Regions from separate parts of the Mus musculus genome. Here region 2 is linked to region 1. Evidence: chromatin contacts called from public promoter capture Hi-C data. All regions are on one chromosome and are shown on one strand. The core of a region is the stretch at or near the end of the contact, and the rest is flanking DNA. Distances in the headings are between cores, read along the strand shown.

The links. Promoter capture Hi-C pulls out the DNA fragments that hold promoters and counts their contacts.
Region 2: a promoter capture Hi-C map of liver shows a contact between it and region 1, with 2.1 times the contacts expected there. The contact joins the promoter of Ankdd1b here to the enhancer-like site in region 1. A contact is called at or near these places in 10 of 39 promoter capture datasets (the 3T3-L1 cell line, 3T3-L1-derived adipocytes, HPC-7-derived erythroid cells and 5 more), 19 of 484 Hi-C or Micro-C datasets (the AML12 cell line, the C3H10T1/2 cell line, the G1E-ER4 cell line and 13 more), 3 of 115 datasets of contacts at active chromatin or transcription factors (embryonic stem cells and extraembryonic endoderm stem cells) and 3 of 9 other capture datasets (adipose tissue, liver and pancreatic islet).

Annotation. Positions count from the first base shown.
Region 1 is chr13:96,428,097-96,434,847 of GRCm38.p6, reverse strand. It overlaps Ankdd1b (ankyrin repeat and death domain containing 1B), which reads left to right. Exons shown (of 15, transcript NM_001369169.1): 10 at 1,448-1,546; 11 at 4,964-5,062. Among named protein-coding and RNA genes, the nearest start is that of Ankdd1b, 40 kb to the left of the region's middle. Within about 2 kb of position 2,342, at least 68 of the 459 cell types and tissues checked have an H3K27ac peak or open chromatin away from gene starts, as enhancers often do. A contact at or near this core is called in the HPC-7 cell line, bone marrow-derived macrophages, extraembryonic endoderm stem cells and 2 more, where this site is marked.
Region 2 is chr13:96,466,211-96,472,505 of GRCm38.p6, reverse strand. It overlaps Ankdd1b (ankyrin repeat and death domain containing 1B), which reads left to right and starts at 1,287. Exons shown (of 15, transcript NM_001369169.1): 1 at 1,287-1,566. The coding sequence starts at 1,395.

The DNA.
Region 1 (6,751 bases), core at 1,093-3,592:
GAGTTACTGATCTGTTTGTGTATAAAGTCGGGGATATAAGGCCCAGCTCCTAGGGTTCCCATGGATGACTTATTTAACCTTCTGTTGTTTTCTGCTTGGTTTTGAGCCAGAGTTTCACTGTGTAGTCTAAGCTAGCCTGACATTCCCTATGGAGCCTTGACTGGCCTGGCACTTGAGATCTTCTCTCCTCTCTCTGTCTTGAGAGTGCGGGGATTGCAGGCCTGGGCTACTTCACCTGCTTAGCCTAATGCTTGTTTGTTTTTGGTTTTGTTTTAAGATAAGGTTTCTCTGTGTAGCTCTGGCTGTCCTGGAACTCTTAAAGATGAGGGTGGCCTTGAACTTAGAGATTTGCCTACCTCTGTCTCCTAAGCACTGGGATCAAAGGTGTGTGTCACCCCCCCAGGGTAAATGTGGGGTGCTGAGTGTTTAGTTAGTACCACATGAGGCTTCGTGGAGTGGGCTTGATGCTTATTCCCGACGGACGTTGTCTCTGCACTGGAGTGGAGCTGTAGGCTATCCCAACCAGCTTCCTTTACATGCATCCTTCCTCTCTACTCTGTCCCCAGAAACTCAGGCCAGCACTCACCCCTGTCTGCTCGCCCCTCCTACCTACTCCCGTCCTCAACTTCCTGACTCTCCCCTACTCATTTGCCCCTCTCCCTTAGTACATTGCTTCTTCCTCAGTCCTGAGTTGCCTTCTTTCCTCCCAGAGAGCTCCACAAGCCAGTGTGACTGGGTGGAGGTGAGATGGCAGGGACGTTTGAGACAGAGTATGGTGATGGACTGTGTCTGATGGTCTGAGATAGAGAGGGGAGGGTGGGAAGAAGGGGGAGGGATCAGGAGGTCCAGGTGGGGTGAGGGGATGAAGGAGCAGGCTGTTGAGACTAGTCACAGCCCACCATGGGTAGACTCCGCAGAGGAGCCCCGAGGCCCACGTAAGCAGGGACACCGCCCTGCCATGGATCTAGGGAACTTCCTGCAGCTCACATCTGTTCAGGAAATGCCGTGTATACATTTCCTCCTCTGTGGCCACTCCTTTTGTCCTTTGGCTCTCTGAAGGCTTCGAGAAGTCCTCAGTTGAGCCTTCTTAACACGTCCTTATCTGTGTTTGAGCTCAGCTGTCATTTCTTCAAGGAAGCCTTTTCTAGCTTCCAGAAGGGTTGGTCCTCCCTCGACGTACATGCCACCCCAGCACCGTTGACGTTTCCTCTAAATCACTTAAACTTTGAAACTAAATAGCTGTGTCACTTCGTTAAAAAGATAAATCTTTAGGCCCTGAAGAGCCTGGCCCTTAGTAGGTGCTTGTTGTGTCTGCCCAGAGTGACAGGCAGCCTGCAGATGGTGGTGACTGGTCAGGGCTTCCTGTGGATCTGACACTGGGTGGACTGTTGTAACTCTCAGAGATCAGGGATTTGAATGCTGAAGCTTGGTGCTTTTCTTTCTGCAGTCTAAGGAGCCCCCTCTTCACCTAGCAGTTATCAACAACCGCCCCGCAGTCGTGAACAGCTTACTAAGTGCTCGGCATGATGTTGATGTCTTAGATCAGGTAAGCAGGCTGGACACACTGTTCTCTTGTGTTTCAACATGAAATTTCCAGGTTTCAACACAACGTGTCAGCAGGAAGTTCTCTTAGGTTCAAGGTGCCTAAAACCATTCTTGGGATGAACATGTGACTCTTCTTCATTCGTTCTGTAACCTCTCTGCTGTCCCCACACTGCTGCTTTTTGCAGAGGCAAAGCTGGGATTCTGGGTGTATGTAATAAAGTTGTTCCTTTTTAATAGGCATAGTTAGGGCTTCTGATAAACAATGACAAAGCAAATTGCCAGAAGTTCTTTAAATCAAAAGCCACTCCTGCAATGTGAAATGTTGTCCTTGGCCTGAAGCTGGTCCCCATAAGAAGGAAGCTTTGTTTCCACATTAAGTATCTTCCTATGCTAGAAGGTAAAAGAGACCTCTTAGAATTAAACAAACAAACAAAAAGTTCACCAGGTAGTCAGTGGACTGGGACAGAATCAAATACCCTGTAAAAGCCACCTGTCACCAATGGAGATGAACGGGCAGAGCAGCAAGCAGTAGGCAGTTGGCTGTTTCTGCCTCTGGGGCAGCCTCTTCTAGCTGCCTCTTCCAGGGATGCAGGCAGTGGGAAGCCTTGGGGGCTGGGGGTGGGGAGCCACAAGCAGCCTCTGAGTCGCTCTTTTCCAGGCCATCCCCACCTATGCCTTCTGGATTAGGGAAAGCCTTGTGCAAGAGCACTGCTGTCCCAACCTCCCCTATGGCCATTTCCTTACCTGTTGAAACAGCACAACTGGATCCCTTCAGGTTTTTTCCAGCTCCAGCCTCTTGGTTAATTTTTGACCTGGGCAAGGAGATTTACAGGCAGTCTGTCCCTCCCTCCTCCAGACAGCCTCCCTCTCTGTGTCGCACCAGCCCACAAGCTGGGAGCCTATCTCCCTGGTTATTAAAAGTATTTGCATATTCAAACTTAGTAATGATTCAAATCTTTTCTACACAGACTAAGCCTTGTGTTCATGTATGATTTTGGCTTCTCCAGAACTGGCTTGATCCATTCTTGATCCATGCCTGCCAATCAGTTACACAATTTGACCATATCAATTCAAACTTTTGTTACATCAGTAATATACATACAAAATAATGGAATTTATATATTTTTTTGCATAAAGTATATAAAATCAGGATATACAAAAATGGTTTTTAGAAAGTAAATGTTCATTTGACCCCACTGAAGAAGGGCGGCTTTTGTTGTGGTGTTTCCTGTGTTCTTGACTTAGAGTGGTATTGTCAAAGCATGCTTTTGTTGACACAGCACACTTGTGCCTGTGTCCTGTGCTGGTGTGTTTACCTCTCTGTAGGCTTGTTGGTTCCTGTGCTGGGTGAGGAGCCCTCAGAGAGGCACACACTGCCACCTGCTGGCGGCCTTTTCTACATGCTTTCTGATGGCAGCGTGGCTTTGCCTTTTTTGGTAGGAAGAGACCTCGCGCTTCAAGCTGTTGTGCAGCTCTTGACCCAGGGAAGGGGCTTCTCTGCCTGGTGAAGGAGTGGGTCTGGATCATATCAAAGCTCCTGTCTGTACAGATGTCGTCACATCACTCCTTTCTGTAGGAGGTCGGGGTGATGATCATAGGTTACACTTTGATCTTCTTGATAGAAAGCGGCGACTCCGCTAAGAAACTCAGTCTTTTAATTCTTAATACATAATAATGTAGAAAATGGGAGAAAGAGCGAAAAACGGCAATAAAGTAGACTTTAGTCTCCCCCATCTTTAATATAATTTTTAATAGTATCAATGTATTTTTTCTTGTTTTCCCTGAGTTTATAGATTAAGCTTAGCCAGATGTAGTGTCTCCTAAAGCTTATTTTTAAAATTGATTTGTTTTCATGTTATGTGTGTTGGGTGTTTTGCCTGCATGTTTGTCTGTGCAAGGGTGTGGGGGTCTCTGGAACTGGAGTTACAGTTGTGAGCTTGTGGGTGTTGGGAATTGAACCGGGATCCTTTGGGAGATCAGCTAGTGCTCTTAACTGCTGAGCCATCTCTCCAGATCCCTCCTAAAGCTTTTAATACTATGTCATAGTTTTTCCTTTTATCAAAATCTTTGAAGCCACTTTATTATAGTAAAATGCATATAACATTAGTTACCATTTAAACTATTTTTATGTGTACAGTTCTGTGACATCACAGAACTTCCCATTTCCCAGTCCCTAAGCCCTGGGAAATGCCGTCCTTCCTGTCTATGAATTTGACTGCTCTGGGTACCTTGCACTGAAAGGAACCTTTTGCGACAAGCTCTCATTACACTTCTCAGATGGGTCCCAAACTCCTAGGCTCAATAAGTCCTTCAGCCCCAGTCTCCTGTGCAGCTGGAACTACAGATCATGACCACACCTAGCTCCTGACTTGATTTAATAGTTGCCAAGCATTCCTATATACTTATATATAGTTTATATAATGTCTCATTACCAAACGTGTAACTAACTGTATGAGGTGGGGCATAGTAAAGAAAGTGCTGATGTGACCACTTCATTAGTGGGGGTATTGTGAATGTGTGTGTCTGTGTGTGTGTGTGTGTGTGTGTGTGTGAGAGAGAGAGAGAGAGAGAGAGAGAGAGAGAGAGAGAGAACATTCAGAAACGTCTGGAAGAATCTAGAGCAGAGAGAAAAGAAAACAGACTGGACATGGCCAGGGCCATCTGTGGGAGAGTGCGAGAGCATGCTGGGGGAGAATAGTGGACAGCCAGAGAGCAGAGAATAGCCAGAAACAGAGGACAGAGCACAGAGAGAACAAGGGGGTGGGGGTGGGGGTGGGGTAGAGGAAGAGAGCGAGAGAATCATGCGGATTCTAAGGAGCGTTAGTAGCTGAGGGGAAGAGGGTGTGGAGTGGGAAGGGCCAGGACCTGTGTAACAGGTACTTGCGACACTGAGGGAGCCTGGAGGCCAGGTGGGCTTTGATACGTGGATGGATAGGTGCCTCAGGTAGCCATATGTCCCTTCTGCCAGAGATGAGGGAAATGACTCCTGTGGTAGTGGGTACCTGTCTCACAAGTCCCAGGCTTTTATCTAGAAATGCTCACACAGTGCAGCTTGAGGTCATTTCTGGATGTTGGGGCTGCCCATGACCTAACCATAACTTGTCTTTTTTTAAAGATTTATTTATTTATTTTATGTCTATGAGTGCACTGTAGCTGTACAGATGGTTGTGAGCCACCATGTGGTTGCTAGGAATTGAACTCAGGACCTTTGGAAGAAGTCAGTCCTCTTAGCCACTGAGCCATCTCACCAGCCCCTAACCATGACTTCCTCCCATCTTTCAATATTTTAAATTCTGCTGCAACAACTGTCCCCTGTGCCCCCACATGAGGATATGTACTTTACACATTTTCCCCCCAAAACCTGTATGGCATTCTCTCCTGCATGTGCTTCCATGACAGTTTACTTCTCTCATGGCAGAGGCGGCAGACCCCTCTGCACGTAGCTGCTGATCTTGGAAATGTGGAGCTGGTGGAGACACTGCTGAAGGCTGGCTGCAACCTGAAAATCACTGACAAGGTAGTCACCCTGGCTGCCCTGTTTTTTGAGATGTCAGTGGAGATTTCGCTATTGGCTGCCATGTACAATAGGAACATCAGAATTCCTGAGATGGGCATGAACTGCATCTTCATAGGCAGGAACACACTTACATTGTCTATCTATCTATCTATCTATCTATCTATCTATCTATCTATCTATCTATCTATCTATCTATCTATCTGTGTATGCTTGCGTGAGAGTGTGTATGTATGAGTGTGAGTGTGTGTGTGTGTGTGTGTGTGTGTGTGTGTGTAGCACATGGAGGCCTGGAGGCCAGTGGTTAACGTCAGGACTGCTTTCTATCTTATGTCTTTGAAACAGGATCTCTCACTGAGTCCAGAGCTTTCAATTTAGCTAGACTGGTTGACCAGCAAGCCCCAGGGATCCTCTTGCCTGTCTTCTCAGCCCTGGATTACATGGCCAAGTCTTTCACACTGTGGCTTGCGTGGTAAGCACCTTATTAACTGAAGCCAGCTCCCTAGCCCTACATCTCAATTTTTTTAAAGATTTACTAATTTTAATTAATTAATTAATTAATTAATCCATTTATTAAATATAAGTACACTGTAGCTATCTTCATACACACCAGAAGAGGGCATCAGCTCTCATTACAGATGGTTGTGAGCCACCATGTGGTTGCTGGGAATTGAACTCAGGACCTCTGGAAGAGCAATCAGTGCTCTTAACCACTGAGCCATCTCTCCAGCCCTGCACCTCAATTTGATTGAGATTGTTTAGCTGGGGTGGAAGCTGAGAACGCTCACTTCAGATACAGAGGTTTAAAATGAAAGCTTTATTTTCTGAGCCACCAGGGAGGTGGCCAGTTCAGGATCTGAATGAACTGTGCCCCCGAAGGGAGGTTGTACAACGTGTTCATAGGACGGAAACACAAAGCAAGGGGCATGGGGTAAGCTGCTGCCTTGACCAATCATATTTTGACACAAGGGGTTAAGCAAGGAAGTTAACATTGGTGAGCGGGCCTATCTGGGTCACCTGGCTTCAGGGTTGTGGAGCCAGCTTTTGCAGCCAGGTCCCTTCCTGGACTCTGGCCCAGAAGCTTACAATGATAAAGGAACAAAGGAGTGGGCAAGCTGCAGTAGAAGCTTAAGTCCCGACAGGCAGCACATTTATGACTTGTGTGCCATGGTTTATATAAAGGGATAATGGCATCTTCCCTCTTTACATCCTTCACTGGTTAACAGACAAACAGGAAACACCAGAAGAAGCAGGATAGTTGGGTTCTGGGCCTGGGAACATGAACTCAGTTTTGATCTTGCTAGAAAGATGGAGCTCATTCCTGAGATGGCCAAACTCAGGAAACTGCCTCCTAACAAGATCTGTCTATAGGAATTACTATTAAATATTGGTCTCTAGGATTCAAATAATTCAGTGATATTTTTCAAGATTATAAGTTCACATGGTCCAAGTATAGTGTTTATATGTGAAGATTTATAGAAATAATTTCTCATCCATACTTGCTTCTAACTTATTTGGTTTTCATACTACTATGCCATGTGTATGCATATAATAACTCTATTGCTTACACATTTAAAGTATGTTTTATCTTAATCTGCTCTCTGCTCTTTAATTTTGTGTGTGTGTGTGTGTGTGTGTGTGTGTGATGTGTATATGTCTGTATGATATGTGTGTGTGATATGTATGGTGTGT
Region 2 (6,295 bases), core at 38-2,537, 39 kb before region 1:
CAGGTATTTACATTACAATTCATAACAGTAGCAAAATTATAGTTATGAAGTACCAAAGAAATAATTTTGTGATTAGGGGTCACTACAACATGAGCAACTGTGTTCAAGGGTCGCAGGCAGCATTAGGAAGACTGAGAATCACTCGTGCAGAGCATAAAATCACAATGCTTCTTATCTTGTTGAGAGCTTTAATACGGAGAGAGCCCAGTTGGGAGTTTGGAAGCGATTTGTGTGCTGTAATTATTAGAATAACATGGTTCAGAATTCTGTGGAGTTAGTCTGATTTCCACTGTTAATATACTGATACTCTTTTCCTGTACACTCTCATCTGGTAGTTGGGATTTTATTTATATTGTTTTGTATCCCATTTTCCATTCACATATGATACTTTGCATGTTAGTCCTGCCTTATATTTCTACTAGTATTCATTGTCGTATACTTGCTATTGTTTTGATCATAATATCCTACTATAAAGATTAGGCCTTTTTTTTTTTAAGTTCTAAATGGAACTCTGCTAGGTACACTTTGTCATGTTGGGTTTTTCCCTTGATACATCGAGAAACACTGATTTGAATTTAATACTGAAAATTTGGTGCACAGTAATTAGAAAGCAAAGCAAGCTTTAAATGGACATCGATATCATATATATTTTAAATTCATTGTATGTGAGTACCACTGAGGCCAGAAGAGGGCATTGGGAGCCCTGAAGCTGGAGTAACAGCTGGGTTGAGCCATCCAGAGCTGGTGCTGGAATTCAAACTCTAGGCTTCTGCAAGAGTGGTAAGTGCTGCTGAGCACTGAGCCATCTTTCCAGCCCTAATATTATATAATTTATATTAAAATGAAACACCTCACCAATTCATAACAGAAAATAAAAGTCATTTTACCTCTTTTATTTGAAGTTTATTTGAAGAGTCAGGATTTCTTGGACCTGTTTCTGAATTATTTTAATTTCTAACAGACCAGCCAAGAAAACTGGTAATTTCATGACTATCAAATGAAAAATTGAGTCTTTTTTTTTCAAGGAGGAAATTCTGGAATCCCAACTAGGAAGTATTTAATATTGAATTTCCAGTAATGAGTATGGACTATAAATCAAACCCAGATATTTTTAAACTGTACAGGGAACTGATGGATCATGAACTGAGCATTTCCGAGGGCTTGTAGATTTCTAGAAACGTTTCCTTTTGTGTAGAGCCAAACCCTAGAGTACATGGGATGCCACACCTAAAGGCGGACACCGCAGACCAGCCCAAGACAGGGAAGGGCTGGAGAACGGAGGGCCTGTGCCTAGCCATTGGCTCCAAAGAGAGCAGGCTCAGTCCTGCGCTCCTGCGTGGCGCATTTGCAGTCCAGCTCCACACCTTAGTGGGGTCCCTACAGCAAGGGTGACCATGAACCCTGAGAGTGCCCAGGGCCACGGAGCGAGGGCTCCGATGCTCCAGGCAGCCAGGGGCCTAAAGGCCAACCTGAGGGATGTAGCCACCAGACCCTGGAGGAGCCTGGCCAGGATGCCGAAGCCGGAGGTGCAGGACCCGGAGACAGCAGCTGCAGGACATGAGGGCTGTGAGTCCTGGGATGAGGTGTGATGGGCAGAGGGTGGGCTCAGGCCAAGAAACTAGAGGGACACTCACTGAAGCCTGGAAGGATACAGGTACCTGGCAACCCTCAGGATGTTCTCTAATGCTGCCCCTCGCCCCCTTACTGGCTGGTTTTTAGCTTTGAAGTTGTCACCACTGAGTGTTGATCCACACCCTATACTCTGGATGGGAGGGTCGTTTTTTTCTAAGCGGAGGAGGAGATTGTTTAAAGAAATGAGTAAGCCCTTGTCCAGATAAGGAAAGAATTCCTTGTGCCTTTGTCTTAAATCACGGTTTGCGCGCAGATTTATTTGTGTGACTTCAAGTCACTTAACCTTGTTGGGTTTAGGTTTCTAAAGCTTGGGGAATAGATCAGCTATGCCTCGGGAATAATAACACAAATTGAGCGAGGCTACACAGAGGAAGTCTTCAGGAGCGGAAAATAAAGGACTCGTGTATCTTCAGGGCACACTATGGGCTCGCGTAGGTGAACTCTTTCCTGAAGCCCCGGCCTTGGCAACTGTGTATCGTTTCCTTAATATAATGTGCAGTTACTTAGTTTCTTCCAGGACTATGTTCTAGGGCCTAGTACTTTCAAGAGATGTTTCAGGAGGACAAGGCAGCTCCTGGGTTTGTGGGGCTCGATTTCTGTTGTGGAGGAGGCTGACGGATCATGAACAAGGAAGTTACAGGGGTGACAATTTTAGGGAAAGGCCACCAAGTAAAGTGACCTGGGTGGCACCAGGGCACAGGAGGACTTTAGGTCAGGAGACAAGAGCATGTTTGGGCAGGCACTCAAATGAGAGGAAACAACCAGCCACGGGAGGTTCAGGTAGAAACTGAGACAAGCAAGAGTCAAGCGGATGCAGACGTGGAGTCCCTAAGATTAAAATGGCGAGAAGGCCCAGCCATTGAGGGTCGTGGTGAATGAAGCTGAGAGCTACTGAGACTGGAGAGGGTTAGACTTCAGATGGTGAATGTCTTCTAAGGGTTGAAAGCTCCACACTAGCTAAATCTTTTAGTGAGTGGGGTTAGTGATGTGTTTATAAAAAGATAAAGGAAAAGGGGGAATATGTCCTATGGAGGTGTGGTGAGGTATGGGGAAAGGGGATGTCTCAGCGGGTCCGTGCCAAGGCATCCCTTCCCCCTGAGGGACCAGGATGGTATAGTATAGAATAGAGTTTATTCAGGGCATGGGGAGGGGAGTTAAGAGGGTAGTAGAGGCAGAGAAAGGCGCGGGGGTGGGGGTGGGGGGGGTGGATAGAGGAGTAGAGGCCAGTCATGAGCATGTGGAGAGATGGGGGGGGGGGGGAATGGGGAGAGAGGCAGGAAGGGGTGAAGGGACAGAGAGGGAGCAAGAAGGCTAAAGAACAAGAGAACAAGAGATCAAGAGAGGGAGGAGGGGGCAAGCAGCCCCTTTTATAGTGGGTCAGACCTACCTGACTGTTGTCAGGTAACTGTGAGGAGGAACATACCTAGCTGTTGCCAGGTAACTGTGGGGTGGAGCTTAGAATGCTTACAGTTAGTGGAAGGAAGTTTTCATATTACTGAGAGACGACCTCAAAGAGGATTCCATGACAGATCCTATTCCTTTCTTCTAGCTTCTCCATACATATTCACTGTGCTCTCTTGTGCAACCACAGCCCAGCCACCCCACTCCCACCCCACCCCAAAAACCTGACCATGTGGCCATGGAATGAGACCTCCGAAAGCCAATTAGCCCTTTTCTCATTCTTTATCAGTTGTCTCGGGCATTTTGCTAACACTGGATAGTAGCTAGAACAAGCCCAGTCCCCCTAAGAAAGAAACATTTAAGAAACAAACTTGATATTGTATTTGTCTCAATTTCAGGCATTTAGATCAATGTGCATTGGTATGGCATTGGCAGTCTTAATTTGTGTTTGCCTCATGGTAGTGGTAACATTTTATCACTTTGGTCCCTCTTGTTCTCTTGAAGTCTTTTCTCTGTATTTAAATTGGGTTGTTGAACTTTGAGAGCTAAGTATTCTGGGCGTATTTCATTTGCCAGAAATATTCACAACCTCCATAACCTGCTCTGCAGCATATTTTGATCCTCGATGGTACTTCCCATAAGAGTGCAAGCTTTACATTTTGATGAAATACAGTTTATGAACTTCTTTTCATTTGCAGCCATACTGTTGTTGTGCATGTTAGAAATCTTGTTGGGGAAAAAAAAAAAAAAAAAAAAAAGCCGGGTGTAGTGGTGCACGCCTTTAATCCAGCGCTCAGGAGGCAGAGGCAGGTGGATTTCTGAGTTCGAGGCCAGCCTGGTCTACAAAGTGAGGTCCAGGACAGCCAGGGCTTTACAGAGAAACCCTGTCTCGAAAAACCAAAAAAAAAAAAAAAAAAAAAAAAAACCCCAAAAACCAAAACAAAACAAAAAAAATCTTGTTGAACCACAAACTATGAAAAATTTCTCATTTATTTTCTCCTAAAAGTTATAGTTTTGTGCTCTTCATTTACATAGATAGTCCATTTGTATATAAGATATAAAGTTTATATCAGGCTTCAATATGGTGCCCAAATATTTAAATACCATTTGTTGAAATAATTATCTACTCTCTGTTGTCAAAACTTACAAACATTTGTCAAAAAATAGCTGATATTTGTGAGTGCTTATTTTTAGGCTGTATATTTTATTCGGTCGGCGTATAGATCGTTAAACACCCTACTAATGTGATTTTGCACATAACTGTAAGGTTATTATACACTAAAATTAAGTCATGTGACTCTTCCAACATTGCTTCTCTTTTTCAAAATTGGCTTGGTCTCTCAAAATTGTCTTTGCCTTTATATATTTTTAATGAACTTGTTAATAGCTACACTATTGGAGGGGGTGGTTCGTTCTGGTGCTTTGATGGGGAATCTGCACGAGAACACTAAAGATCCTGTTCCCCAACTGGCTCTTGATTGATCACTAAAGATGCTATCAGCCAATGAGCTGGGCAGAATAGGTGAGACTTGCAGTTTCCTGCGTACATGCTAGAAGACACAGGAGAGGAAAAAGGTTTTGCTATGCTTCAGAGGGACCACCAGCTACCAGCCATGTGAGATCTAGTGTGGATTGGTCATTGGTTGCTTCCCTTACTGGGCCTGGGGTAGCAGGCAGGAGGTCAGAGAGGAAACTAAGGGCAGATTTAGGGGTTGAGCTGGAACTAAAGGTAACTGAGCAACTGAGCTGAGAGTGGAGAGGAGAACAGGATAGCCAAGAGAGACTTAGAAGAGTCCAGCCATTGAGCTAAGACATACAAAAATAAGTTAATGCGTGTGTGTGTCTTTTATCCCTGGATCCATGGGAACCTAGGCAGGGCTGGGAGTGCAGTCTGCCCAGAGATTAATAGGAACTACATGCTACAAATATGTTTGTGTGACATCTCATTGAAATTGCATTAAATCATTAGACAAATTTTGGAACAGTCAACAGCTTATGATCTTCACTCTATATCAGAAACTTACTGTATCTTCCCATGATTTAGTCTTTGAGATCTTTCAACAGTTGTCTTTTTTTTTAAGATTTAGTTTATTATTTTATGCAGTTGAGTGTTTTGCGTGACTGTATGTATGTGCACTGTTGTTTGTGCCTCCTGTGCTTGAAGGTCAGAAGAGGGCTTGGGAGCTACTGGGACTGGAGTTATAGACGGTTGCAAGGTGCCATGTAAATGCTGGGATTGGAACCCAGGTCCTTTGCAAGAACAGCAAGTGCTCTTAACCTCTGAGCCAGCTCTCCACCCATTAGTTTTTTTTGGTACAGAGAAACTGTGTATATTTTGTTGCCTTTATATGTGAGTATTTTTGGATTCTGATCAGTTGTAAATAGTGCTTTGTAAATTTTAGTTTCCACTTGCCAATAAGTAGAAATAGGAATGATAGTTACATGCTGATCTTGTATTCAGAAAACTTGCTAAACCTATTTGCTGGTTCTAGAGCTGCACTGTGCATTGCTTGAGATTTTATATGTAAATAACCAGGTGATCTGAACCTAGAGCAGACCGTTGTTTTATCTGTGTATCTTTTCACTTACTGTACTAACTATAACTTTCAGCACTACATGTAAACGAAGAGGTAACAGTGGAAATCTCTTGTTATTCTTGATCTTAGGAACAAAAGAAGTGGAGATTTTAAAGACTAAGTATAATGTTGGTTGTCAGGGTTTTTTTTTTTTTTTTTTTTTTTTTGTGGATGCCCTTTCAAAATGAGGAAATTCTCTATTTGCAGTTAACCAAGGGAGGTATTTTTTTTTCTTTTGGGAAGTGGGTAGAAAGTTGTTTGTTCTTTGTTTTCATTTCTTTTATAAATGTATTTTACTTATACATTTATAAAGTGTGTAGGTATGCGTGTGTGCGCACATGTGTGTGCACATGCATGTGTGCAGGTGTGTGTGTGTGTGTTGAATATATAATGTGACGGTAGCACATGCATGCTACAGTGTGCATGTGGAGCTAAGGGGACAGCTTTGTGGAGTTCGTTCTCTTCTCCTAAGAGGAACCAAACCCAGATCCTCTACAAGAACAATAGTGCCTGTCACTGCTGAGCAATCTTTCCAGCCCTCCTCTTTTCCTTTGCATTCAGTTCAAAATATTTTGTCAAATGTCTGCTGTTGTTTCTTAACCTCAATTTTGATTTCATCTCCCATGCCTAGGATTATCTCTCGAGAACCCTCTTCCTCCCTTGAAGCTTGTCTTTATTAGTTAATA